Regions from separate parts of the Mus musculus genome. Here region 2 is linked to region 1. The links are chromatin contacts, called in public HiChIP or PLAC-seq maps. All regions are on one chromosome and are shown on one strand. Each heading gives the region's core, a stretch centred on a gene start, on an enhancer-like site or on the middle of the called end of the contact. The rest is flanking DNA. Distances are from core to core; before and after follow the strand shown.

What was found. HiChIP or PLAC-seq counts read pairs in DNA pulled down with a chosen protein or histone mark.
Region 2: a contact with region 1 is called in an H3K27ac HiChIP or PLAC-seq map of embryonic stem cells, with 4 times the contacts expected there. The contact joins the promoter of Nsfl1c here to the enhancer-like site in region 1. A contact is called at or near these places in 1 of 39 promoter capture datasets (embryonic stem cells) and 3 of 115 datasets of contacts at active chromatin or transcription factors (cardiomyocytes, embryonic stem cells and large pre-B cells).

Annotation. Positions count from the first base shown.
Region 1 is chr2:150,834,182-150,839,986 of GRCm38.p6, forward strand. It overlaps Abhd12 (abhydrolase domain containing 12), which reads right to left. Exons shown (of 13, transcript NM_024465.3): 7 at 5,539-5,668; 8 at 4,560-4,597; 9 at 4,134-4,213; 10 at 3,171-3,253; 11 at 1,092-1,170; 12 at 98-225. Among named protein-coding and RNA genes, the nearest start is that of Gm23598, 47 kb to the right of the region's middle. Within about 2 kb of position 2,915, at least 23 of the 459 cell types and tissues checked have an H3K27ac peak or open chromatin away from gene starts, as enhancers often do. A contact at or near this core is called in embryonic stem cells, where this site is marked.
Region 2 is chr2:151,491,345-151,497,149 of GRCm38.p6, forward strand. Nsfl1c (NSFL1 (p97) cofactor (p47)) reads left to right here and starts at 2,838. Exons shown (of 10, transcript NM_198326.3): 1 at 2,838-3,068; 2 at 5,240-5,337. The coding sequence starts at 2,964.

The DNA.
Region 1 (5,805 bases), core at 1,665-4,164:
AGCGGCTCAAATGGCTTCAGTGACTGTCACTTGCTGCACAGCTAGGTGTGAGGCTAGCTGTCCAGAGAGGCTCAAGGGTTAGAAGAGAATGTCTCACCTCAGTATCCTTGGAAGCTCTGGGCTCTTGTAGATGTATTTATGTCTGTAGCCAAGGTCTGAGTGAAAGGGGATAAACTGGACTTTGAAGTCTCGGAAACTCCGAGATGGTGCAGCAATGTTGTATAGCTGGTGAGAGGGAGAGAGGAATCAGCCTAGAGCCCAACGGAGAACCGCCTATGACCTCTCCCCTTCAATAAAGACTGGTGCTTCCTCCAGAGAACAGCCCAAGTGCCCATAGACACTGCTTCTGTCATTACAGCCTACACAGCCAGGTCCAAGAAGCCAGAGTCTGGGAATGCTAGGCATTGCCACGTCCATAAAGTCCACCATTTATGACCCCTTTTCTGCTCTTCTACTTCCACAGTGCCCTTCCTCTGAAAACAGCTAAGGGGTAGCTCAGTTCCATGCACCAGGGGTGCGCTGCTGGGCAGTTCACACTCTCTTGGATGGCTTCATCTTTGTGTAACGTATAAAGCCTGCCCAAAGCGAGTCGTGTGCCAAGTCTGTTGATGAGGCATGCCAAGCACTTCTCTAGGCACTCCTGTGCCCAGTATGGTATTCTTTACACGCCACGCCCCCTCACCCCCCATCTAAGCCAGCTTTCCAGCAGCAAAGTCAATGCAGATTTAGTAGCAGCAAGTGCTAGGTCCCTCCCTGCAGTTTATCCACGAAGGCAAGAATATAGCCTAGATGTCTTTACATGAGTTCTGCCAACTGAGCCACAAGTGGTCCCCTCAATCCTCCCATGTCAGCCTGGGTTCTAATGCTTGTTTGTCATAGTTTCTGGTGGATAGAACAGCAGTCTGCTCTTGACCCTGACAGTAGACCTCATAGGTCGTCAAGCACCTGGAAAAGATGCAGACTATTGTGATGGGAGCCCACTTCACAACACAGCGGGCAGAGCCTGCTTCCCTACCTTGCGTGCCCAACCTGATCTACACTGAGGGCGAATGGCAACTACTGTACCAGGGGCAGCATCACACAACACCCACCTTTCTACCGAGATGAAAGGGCACAACTGGATCATCCTCGGCATGCAAGATGAGCAGAGGACAGGAGATGTGCTTCATACTGCAGGAGAAAGGGGCTGTTAGGTGGAGACCAAAGAGGGGTTGCCTGTACCCATCACCCTGGGCAGAGATTTGGGTTTATGGTGTGTTCTTCCTTGGTGCTTAATAGCCTGAATGTAGCTACGTTTCTTTTTACTATAGAACTAAGAAATAACTTCTTAGGTTTTGTTCTGTTTTGTTTGAAATAATTATGTATTTCAGCTAAGTGTTAAGATGTCAATCTAGAGGTCATTTCACTCCCCAACATCTGATCCCTGCGTATTTTATGAAAATGGAAAACCATTAACTTTGCCAGTAGCTACATTAATAGTAACAACAACAACAACACACAATCTTTACAAATAAGGGTATTTAAATGCTCTAAGAATCTTACTGCAAATGGGTATTACTAAGAACCTGTTGGTTAAAAGAATCCGTGCTCCACTTAATCTTGTGTAATTGTCATTTAAGTCATTCTAGCTTTGAGTCCTTAATGGCAAATGTCACAATAGGTCCAACAGAGCCAGAGTTCTTCAGCAAGCCACAGCGTCCTGTAGAGCAGCTACCAGGACTGGACAGGGCGACTGGGGTAGCCACTTGAGCTGTTTCAATCTTGACCTCTAATAGAGCTGTGCACTTCCCTGAAGTTAGCACAGTGCCATCCCGACAGAGAGAGCGTGCGACCCCAAACATAATGTCCTACTAGCTGGCACCCAGCACACATAGGACTCATGTTGGTGCATTTCTTGTGTATATACCCACACACATGTACATGTAGGTAAAGGCCAGAGGATGATCTCAGACATTATCTCCAGGTGCCTGCCTACCTTTTGTTTTGAAACTGGATCTCTTACTGACCTCAGGCAATCAGAAACCTGTTTCTGCCTTCTTAGCACTTGAATTACAAGCATTATCTTCATGCCTGGCTTTTTCTTTACATGAGTTCTGGAGCTAAAACTCAGGTCTTCATGCTCACAAGAAAAGCACCCAGTGGTGAGGCATCTGATAAGCTGTTTCCTTTAACCTAAGCCTCTTGGAGAAAGCGGCAAATCCTTGGTACAGAAACTGTCCACGTGAGCGCAGGAGGGTCCCATTTACCCACGAAGCTGTTATGCAGGCTCAAGCAGGTTCCACTGGTGCTCGGTCCGCAGCTACTCATATCCACCTATCTCTGTGGGAGAGCTGGAGCCAAAGGCTTCCTGGGGCCAATACTCACTTTTTTTAAAAGCAAATTTGCTTTACTCAGATAACTGTCTTGTAAGATCTACAATGGTAATACTTAAGCAAGGGGTTTTGTTTGTAATGGTTACTTAAATTTTAATATGGTACATTTTTATTTTTAGAAGCAAAAATACATACCTGAAGGAAAACTGCTTATGTTTTCACATCTATTTCAATGTGGTCACTATTAAATTTAAATACTGCTTTAATGTCTATTTAGAAGCCCTGGGTTCTAGACTGGAAAAATATATGGACGAAAATATGTTATTAATTTTTTACAATTCTTTACTTCTATACCAAAAGAAAAGTGTTCCCTTTTAATGACTGTTTTCATTATCTACTTGTTCAGTAGATACAGCGCTCGCTGCACAATCCTGACAATATAATGTGACTTCTGGAGCCTATGTAGCAGGCATCTGTAATCCCAGCACCCCTGCGGTTAAGACAGGAAACAGAGGCAGGAGGATGGCCCAGAAGCTGTGGGTCAGCATGCCTAGAATAAATATGCAGCACGGCAGAAACAGCGAGAGAGAGCGCGAGAGCCTGCCTGACGAGGTGGGAGGAGAAACCCGGGATGCTGGGATGCTGACTCCCGGGTTGCACACAGTGGCAGAGACAGACCTGCCCTGCCATCTAAATGCTCTTTCTTTTTTCTAATACTAAGCTCAACTTGACTTTCCCTTTCAAAAGACACGGGGGACCAGCCGTGGGTCTTCTGAAGCCCACTCTGTCGGGCTAATACCGCGCTGAGTCATGGGGTGGGGCCCTGTGTCTTTCTATTCACTCCACCACAATACTCACTTTTCGTCATTTGCAAATTTAATTCCACTGCTTGTAATGGGGTCGAGGAAGAACCAGTCAAAGCCAGGGAAGTATCGGTATATCTGAACAAGACAGAAAGCGTTTTCAGAAGGGCTAAGATAGCTGTGCAGAAGGAAAAGGCTGAGAGTTATGGCAGTTTAGGTTCAAGGAATTAGGAGACGTGCAGTTTCCATTTCCAGCTTTGTCCTGGCTTTGCGACTGGGAAGAGAAGACTCATCCGGCCCCGTAGATCAGATGGGGCTTCCACAGCTCACGTGCAACCACAAACCAGACTCTCCACAGACAGAAAGACAGATGCCCACCAAGGAAATGGGACTCAAAGGCTGTTTCCTCACAAACTGTCGGGGAGAGGCAGCACCAGTGACATGAGAAAATAAAGGGGTGTTCTGGCATGGGGGGAGCATGAAACCTACTCCAGGTCACACACTGGTCAGGAGCTGAAGTGGGAAGTAGCAGGGCGGGGTGGGGAAAAGGATGGATTCCACCCCATGAGGGAGAGGTGGGGACGGACCGGCCCTAGAGCAAGGTTACCTGGATTTTACTCTGAGACAATCCTGGGATGTCCAGTGCACTGAGCCTGGGTTCTAATAATCCTCTAGTACCCATAGTGTAGGCTCCACCCCAAGGAGGGAGCTAGTCTGTAGCCTTCCACAGCACCAAGTGGGCAGAGATGCTGTGAGATCAGGTGTGCAGTGAAGCCAAATAGGACTGGGTATGCAATGTGGCCACAGGGGCAAAGCCTCCTACAATGCCAGTGCCCTGGGCTGAAAGCTACTTCCCCCTTCTTTGGCAGCTCTATGGGCAGGCCAGTGCCGAGAACTATGAGTCTTTAGTAAATGTTAAGTCATTCCTTTTATGATGACTAGTTTCATTATCTACTTGCTCTTATTTTCATAATTATCATTTTAATAATGAAAATACATTTTATTTTCATATACTTGCCACTGAAAATGGATGACTCTTTGCTTCTTCACGAATATTTGTGAATGGAGACTCCAATATAAGGGCATCTGGTGGCGTCTCTAGATAGACAAAGAGAATAGACAGTGGGTAAGAAGTGACAGAGCCAGTGAAGCTAGGGGCTGGGGTGTGGAGACAGGACAGAGAGACCAGGTACCCACTTTTGCAGGAGCTTCCCACCACTATCAGCCCCAGCCCCCAAGGGGCTCCAGATGACTTTAAAGGATCCTACTGGGAGGGCAGGTCGGGGCAAACTCTGAGAACACCTGGGGCCCCACCCTTGACGGTCAGCTCATGCTATCACTGTGCAGCTTGTCAGTTAGACCTTGCTTGCCAAGCAAGAATGCATAGCAGGGATCGGATCACTAACAACATGGTCCCCAGCCACACGGTGCCTGGCTCTCTCACCTCGCTCACAGAGGCGCCGTACCAGATTTGTTGCCACTCTGGAAAGAAAAAACAGTTCAGCTGAATTCTGAAGAAAATCCTTTTAAGTGAAGCTGTGCGGATCCTGGAAAATGCTCAGAGACTCTGACCCGAGAAGCTAACTGAGAGCTTCAGGGTGAGCGGGAGGAACAAGGTGAACCATAAGTTGACCTTTCTTAAAAGGTGACAGCAGCCACCCTCCTGTCCTCAGACATGTGATCTCTCCCACAGGTTGCCCTGTTCCCTCCTTTCACCTGGTACACTGGCTGGTTGGTACAGTTACTGCTGAGAGACAGGAGGACAGTAGCACTTGTCATCTACCAGGGTCAGGGACCTCCTGCTGTCTTAGAATAACACCTGGCAGATGCTGTGCAGACAACCAAAGAGAAAGCTAGCATCCTTCCACTGGGGTACCCTCCCTCCTCCCAGCAGGGCTGCAGGATGATAGCCACATGAGGAAAGGGGCTAAGTAAGGGCTGAGCCAGTATGCTCGCAGAGGAAGGTATCAGAAGACAAGGACCAAGGCTCTTTTTAGGACTTCACTCTGCAGAATCCAGGTACATCTTTTTTCTTGGTCTTCCCTGCTAAGCTGAACATGCCAAAGTGACAAAGCTGGTTCCAAACATCTCTCCCTGGTGCTCCTGGACTCAGTGGTTGGTAAACACACCTAAGTCACAGCTGACACTGTCTAGGTACTCTGTCTGCACTCTGAAAATGCTTTGAGAGCAGAGCTCCCTGGAACCCTGGCTGCCATCTCCATGCCCATATTGGTTCTAAGGCACTTCTGAACTTCAGTCTCTCCTTAGTCTCTCATGTGCTTCACTCCCTTACCCTACACAGGGGCAGGAACCAGGACTGAGGACTGGAAGATGCTACAGGCTCAGAGACACTGGGCTGCTTCAGAGGTCACACAATGAGGCCTGCCTTCACTACATTACCCTTCTGCTTTGAGAGCTCTTACCCGGTGCCCAGTGAATGGCCCCAAATATACACAGGATTATCACCACTTCTTGCTTTGATCCAGTCAAAAACATGGAGTGCGTCATACGTCATGCCTCGCTCCGATGGTGTTCCTACTGAGTCACCCCAACCTGAGAGAGAGGAATGTCAAAGGCAGCTGGTGAACTTACAGCAGCTCCAGTGAAAGCTGCCCCATGAGCAACAGCAGCCCTATCTGTGTGTCCTCAATTCCACTCCACTCTGGTGGTAGGGAGACAGGCAGGAGGAC
Region 2 (5,805 bases), core at 1,588-4,087, 660 kb after region 1:
TCTCCTCCATCCCCCATTTCCCCTCCTCCTCTCCCCTCGAATCCCATAGTTGGTGTGGAGTTCATTGCCATTTTGGGAAGGACATTACCCCCGCTGGTGGCTTCCTCTTCCCAAGGTGGCTGAGGGAATTACATAAAATGACACTGGGATTTGTCACTCCAATGATGTCAATGTTTGTTATGTCTTCTGAGATAGGAGGGAGATAGGAGGAAGGGCTGGAAATTCTGCCCTTCAGACTCTATACTAGGTCCCCTCTATTTTGTAAGCCTGACTGTGACTTTTGTATAGTGCTTCTAGCTGGTGTTCTTCACAGGCAGCCACAGAGCCCGCCGTGTGTGTGTGTGTGTGTGTGTGTGTGTGTGTGTGTGTGTGTGTGTGTGTGTGTGTGTGTAGGTTTCTCTGTAGATCCCTGACTATCCTGGAACTCACTCTGCAGATCAGAGTGGCCTCAGACTCAGAGATCCACTTGTCTCTGCCTTCCAAATGTTGAAATTAGAGATACACACCACTGCCAACCAGCACTCCCCCCATCATTCTTTAGGATATATCCTTCTACCTTTAACAGGTGACCTGACACTATTTCAGTGGAAACATTTGCAGTCACCTGCCCTCAGCTGACAGAATCTGCTCAGTGACTCCCTTGCCTGTACTTTCACAGAAGAGAGATATGCAAACTTTTAAAACAAACCCTCCCGGTCTGTCTGTGATGCCCAGAACCTCCTTCCAGCAAGGTAGCAAATAGCCAGTAAGTGCAAACTGACCTGGAATGAGAGTACTGAAATAGGGATGGTGTGGGTTTGGAAATCTGAAAAGCATAATGTGCACTTAAGCTGGGCTATTCGAGGAGTAGAGTGCCATGGACGCCATAGGTGGTGGTGATGATGATGATGATGGTGATGGTGATGATGGTGATATATGTGTATGTTATCCTGGAGTAATGTTGTTGTTCTGGTGGTGGTGGTGGTGGTGGTGGTGGTAGTGGTGGAGTGTGTGTGTGTGTGTGTGTGTGTGTGTGTGTGTGTGTGTGTTAGTCTGGAAGCCATGAGTATTGTGTGGAGTGCCCTGGATATTTGGGAGAACATGTGGAATGGACTAACTGGAAGCTATAGGTTCTGGGTACATTTCATACCTGAATGACAAGAAAGTCAGCTTTAAATTGAAACCAGAACTTGACCACAGGTGGAGCTGTGGGTGATGCTGTGTATATGTAGAGAGACAGCGAAGATAGAGGCTTGGTCAGTCTTTCTCCAAACTTCCAGGCTAGGACATTTGTTTAAAACTGGGATTGAAACTATAGCCTCTCCCATGACAGGCAAGGCCTCTGGCACTGGGCTGCATCCTCTGCCTTTTAGCATGGATTCACTTTCTCACCAGGTTTAGTTTTGTTTCCCAGACTGACTTTAAATATGCTCTGCAAGGTCACTCTTTCAGTCTCAGGCACCTGAGAAGCTGGGACGGCAAGGCCCAGGTTGTACTTTTCATTAGGTGTGGTCCTACTGAACCTCTGGTTTCTGTCTTTACCTGTAAAATGGGAATACTAACCTCTACCTAGCAGAGGTTTATTTTATGATGAAATAGATAATAATGTGAACACAGCACCTTCAGCAGGCTAAGGGAACCCTAATGCCCTGCACCCACAATTATTCCTATAGTCTTCTTGATAGCTGTCAGGCTGGGCAGAGGGCTGACTATGAATCGGACCAGCATCAAAAGCAGATAGGGTTCTCCTTACTGCTTCTCTGCAATGTGTTAGGTTCCAAATGGCCTCTGTGGGCCTTTTCAGTTGGTTACAGTGGGACTGATCTGCAGTTATACCAAAGGACGGTATTCACACCAATCCAGTGCTGTCGCGTTTGCAGCCATGCCCGAGGCTGGCTTAGAAGTTGGAGATGCCCCTGGCAGAGCTACTTCCTGCTCTTCATTCTCATAGTATGACTCTGTGGAACAAAAAGACTGAAAGGGGCTCTTGCATAGACCACTCCCTGTGAGATCCTCATTGTCTGATCCATGTGTTATTTCATCCATTCACTTATTCATTCATTCACACATTCATTAGTAGTGGCTTCATGCACAGTGAATGTGGCTCTGAGTCAGGCATAGGAAGAAGAGGAGAAAAACAAAGCATATAATCAGCTGACAGGAACCTCACTGAACACTCAATAAGTTCTGGTAGAATAATTGCTGGTCACCAACTTAGCAGATTGTAGGATGGTAACAGTTTAACCTTGAAAATGAGGGATAAATAGATGGACTTAGGAGGCTCCCAGCTTCACTTGTCCCCACTTTCACTTGAGGGGCAGCACTGTTGGAGAGAGAGCTCTAAACTTTCTCTGTAGGTGACACATGTCCATCTTACCTCTGCTCTGAGTCTCCTTGTCCTGGGCCAGCCTGCCAGTGGCAATGCAATGGTGATTTGCTAGATGCTGTGGAAAGTGGCAGGCTGAGACTTATACTAGTTTAAGATAGGAAACCATGGGGATGTGAGCATCGGTTAGAACTGTTAGGGTCAAAGGACATAAGCAACAAGAAGACAGGATACTTTGTTTTATCTCTGTTATTTCCACAGCCCTTGGAAGAGCATCAAGCCATAGACAGCGTAATGCTTCAAGAAGGAAATTAATGTGCAAATAAATAATTAACGAAATAAAGGGATGAGACCATGAGTAATTTCCAGGATCTGATTTCGGGACTACTTCATCCTGTGGGAAAACCAGCCCCTCCCTACTCACTTCCATCGACCTTCTACTTCAGCCATTAAGGTGAGGCTCACATAGGGGCCACCAGAGGGCGCGAGGCGGCTAGGTTTCCCACACGGAGGGCTTTTCCTGTGGCACCGCATTGGGCGGAGCCTACGAGCAGGCGCCCAGCGGCTGGACGCGGTAGAACGGCGGGCGGAACGCAGACCTGGGGTTCGGGCTGTTGCAGTGTCCGCCGGAGCGGTTTGGGAAGTGCACGGGGCGAAGATGGCGGAGGAGCGGCAGGACGCGTTGAGGGAGTTCGTGGCGGTGACTGGCACTGAGGAGGACAGGGCCCGTTTCTTCCTGGAGTCGGCTGGCTGGGACCTGCAGGTAGCGCCGCGAGGCGGGCCGCTTCGGACGGGCTGGGGAATACGGAGTGCGGCGTCGGCTCTGCGATCCCTACGCGGCCGAAGCGCACAGTCATCCCTGCGGGGCTGGGCCCTGCCTGGCCCAGGCCTCATGGTGCCTGGGGTCGCTTGCCACGCGTCACCGGCCTGGCTTGGAAGTTCATGGAGGCGGGCGGGCCCTGCTTTGCAGGGCCTCTGTTTTCCTGCGGGCTCGCAGTGTTGGCGAGACTTTGGGCGCTGCCGCAGTCCGCGTGGAGTCGTCGCCTGGGGGCGTGGCTGCCACGGCGAGTGCCTGCGGGTGGCCGGGTGGAATCGAGTGCCCTGCTTCCAGATGGAGCCCCACCGAGGTCGCGGTGGCCTTCCGATTCCGCTTCTGCAAGGATGCTGTGCTGGTGGGGGAAACCCTGCAAGGCATCAGCCCACGCCCCACTCTTGCCTAATTGCAGGGAGAAACTACCTGTGGGATTGTGGCGCACGTTTGGGGTCTCTGCACATTTCGTAGTTAACTGTAAAATGGGAATTTCTTAGGACTTACTGTCTTGTTCACTGGCATGTAGTAAATAGTCACTAAGGAATTAATTTAGAAGGCAAAGCTCCACCAGGCATAAAATGTTGCACACTTCTGATCCCTAGAGCAACACCCATCTCTTATTGCTCAGAAACACAGTAATTAATGTTAGAAAGAATTGATTGCATAAATGTCCTTGGCCAGCCTACATCTTAGGTAGATGACGATGACTAATATTTCTTGAGTACCTACAACAAGCCAGGCACTGTTCAGCATTACAGAATGTCTCATTTACATGTCTCACATTGCAGCTGAGACTTGGAGGATAAATAACTTGCTGAAGAGCTAACTACTAATTAAACAGGTAAAGACTAACCCTATCTTATGGATAAGGAATTGGACCCTCAAAGGGACACCGAATGTGCTCACTGTGTGAGCTTTCTGATGTAACCATGTCTACTGACTGTAATATTTAGCTTCCCAAACATTAGGGATCTTTATTCCTTTAACTCTTTCAGCACTCTGGAGGCAGAAGATCTCTGAGTTCGAGACCAGCCTGATCTACATAGTTCCAGGAGTAAATAGTCCCTCTTTCAAAAACATAACAAACAGAAAGATGCTCTTAAAGGCGCTGTGAAGCCTCTGTGCTGAGTGGAAATACATAAGAGAAAAGCTTCTATCCCAGTAGATCATCCGAACTGAGGCTCTTACCTGTGTGGTAACTTGACTAGCAGTGCCAGGACTTGAATGCAGGTTCTCTAAATGTCAGTTTAGTACAACTCCTACGATGGCACATGACTTCCCAGAAGCTGGTTATACTACATGAAGAATACCTTCAGACTGATTGTCCCATGACAGCTCATTTCCTCCTAGACAGTTGGTTACCTTTTAGACAGGAGGTGCCTCCTCCATCTCCGTGGGACTTCATTGTTCTGTCTTCTCTCTTTGTGTGGAGAATGTGTGATAAATCAATGCCTTCTCATTGAGTTGGCGACAGTCACAAATGACCAAAGGACTCATATGAAGGGCTTTCACATGTGTAAAGCTAAGGTGACTGCGTTAACTTTAGTGATTATCTCCTTCAGTTTTATAGGTTTGGTGGAACAGCATCCCCATTTCAAACAGGAACCGGGCTTCACAAAGAAAGGAAATGTAGCATCTGTCCCTATACTCTTCTTCCTCTTAGAACATAAGCTTGAGGGCCTGAGCATGCTGCCTGGGGTTGAACCTGACCCCACTTCTTACCTCCAGAAGCTGTCTTCATTTTGCAGTCCATTTGTGCCAGCTATAAAGTGAGACAATAATGATACTAATTACGAAATTCTGAGTAGATTAAATGAATTAATATATAGTGTACAGACGACCTGACACATGGATAAATAATAGTTGGTGGTCTTCCTTTATGTTTTTCATATTAATTTTATTTAGTATCTTTGTTTCCCTTGGTGGGTGGATTTCCCCCTGAAGTAATATATCCCCATCTTCACTTCCAGGCTAACATGTCTATTGCCTTTTCATCTAATCTTCTTTGGTTCCAGGTGTAGGAACCAAAGTATGGGTTTTGTCTTCATGTTTTTGTTCCATTGTGAGATATGTGTCAGATGAAAGCCTGGAGGGTCCCAAAGTACTCTGTCTGTGTGTTTTAGATTGCACTTGCAAGCTTTTATGAGGATGGAGGGGATGAAGACATTGTGACCATTTCACAAGCAACCCCAAGTTCAGTGTCCAGAGGCACAGCTCCTAGGTAAGGACCAACTTCAGTTGCTACATGAATGTTTCCAGAAAAGGGACTTTCCTTTCTGACTTGACAGATTATGAACCAAGAGGTTTAAAGATCAACTAAAAAGAACTGAGGGATTCAAAGGTCAACTTACAAGGGTTTTTTTGTGGCTTGGTTTGTTTGTTTGTTTGTTTGCTTGCTTGCTTCCTTGTTTTTGTTTTGAATGTGAGTGGGTGTTCTGCCTGCCTGTATGTTTATGCACTGTGGGGACCAGAAGAAGGCATTGGATTTCCTGAAACTGGAGTTAATACATGATTGTGGGCCACCATGTGGGTGCTGGGACTTGAACTGGGGCTTCTGGGAGAACATTCAATGCTCCTAACTGCCAAGCCATCTCTCTAGCCCCTACTTAAGATCTTTAAGGGCTGTGTTTATGAACTTTGGGGAGTCACTTGTCTTATTTCTGGACTAGGAGTGCCATAGTAGAGATGA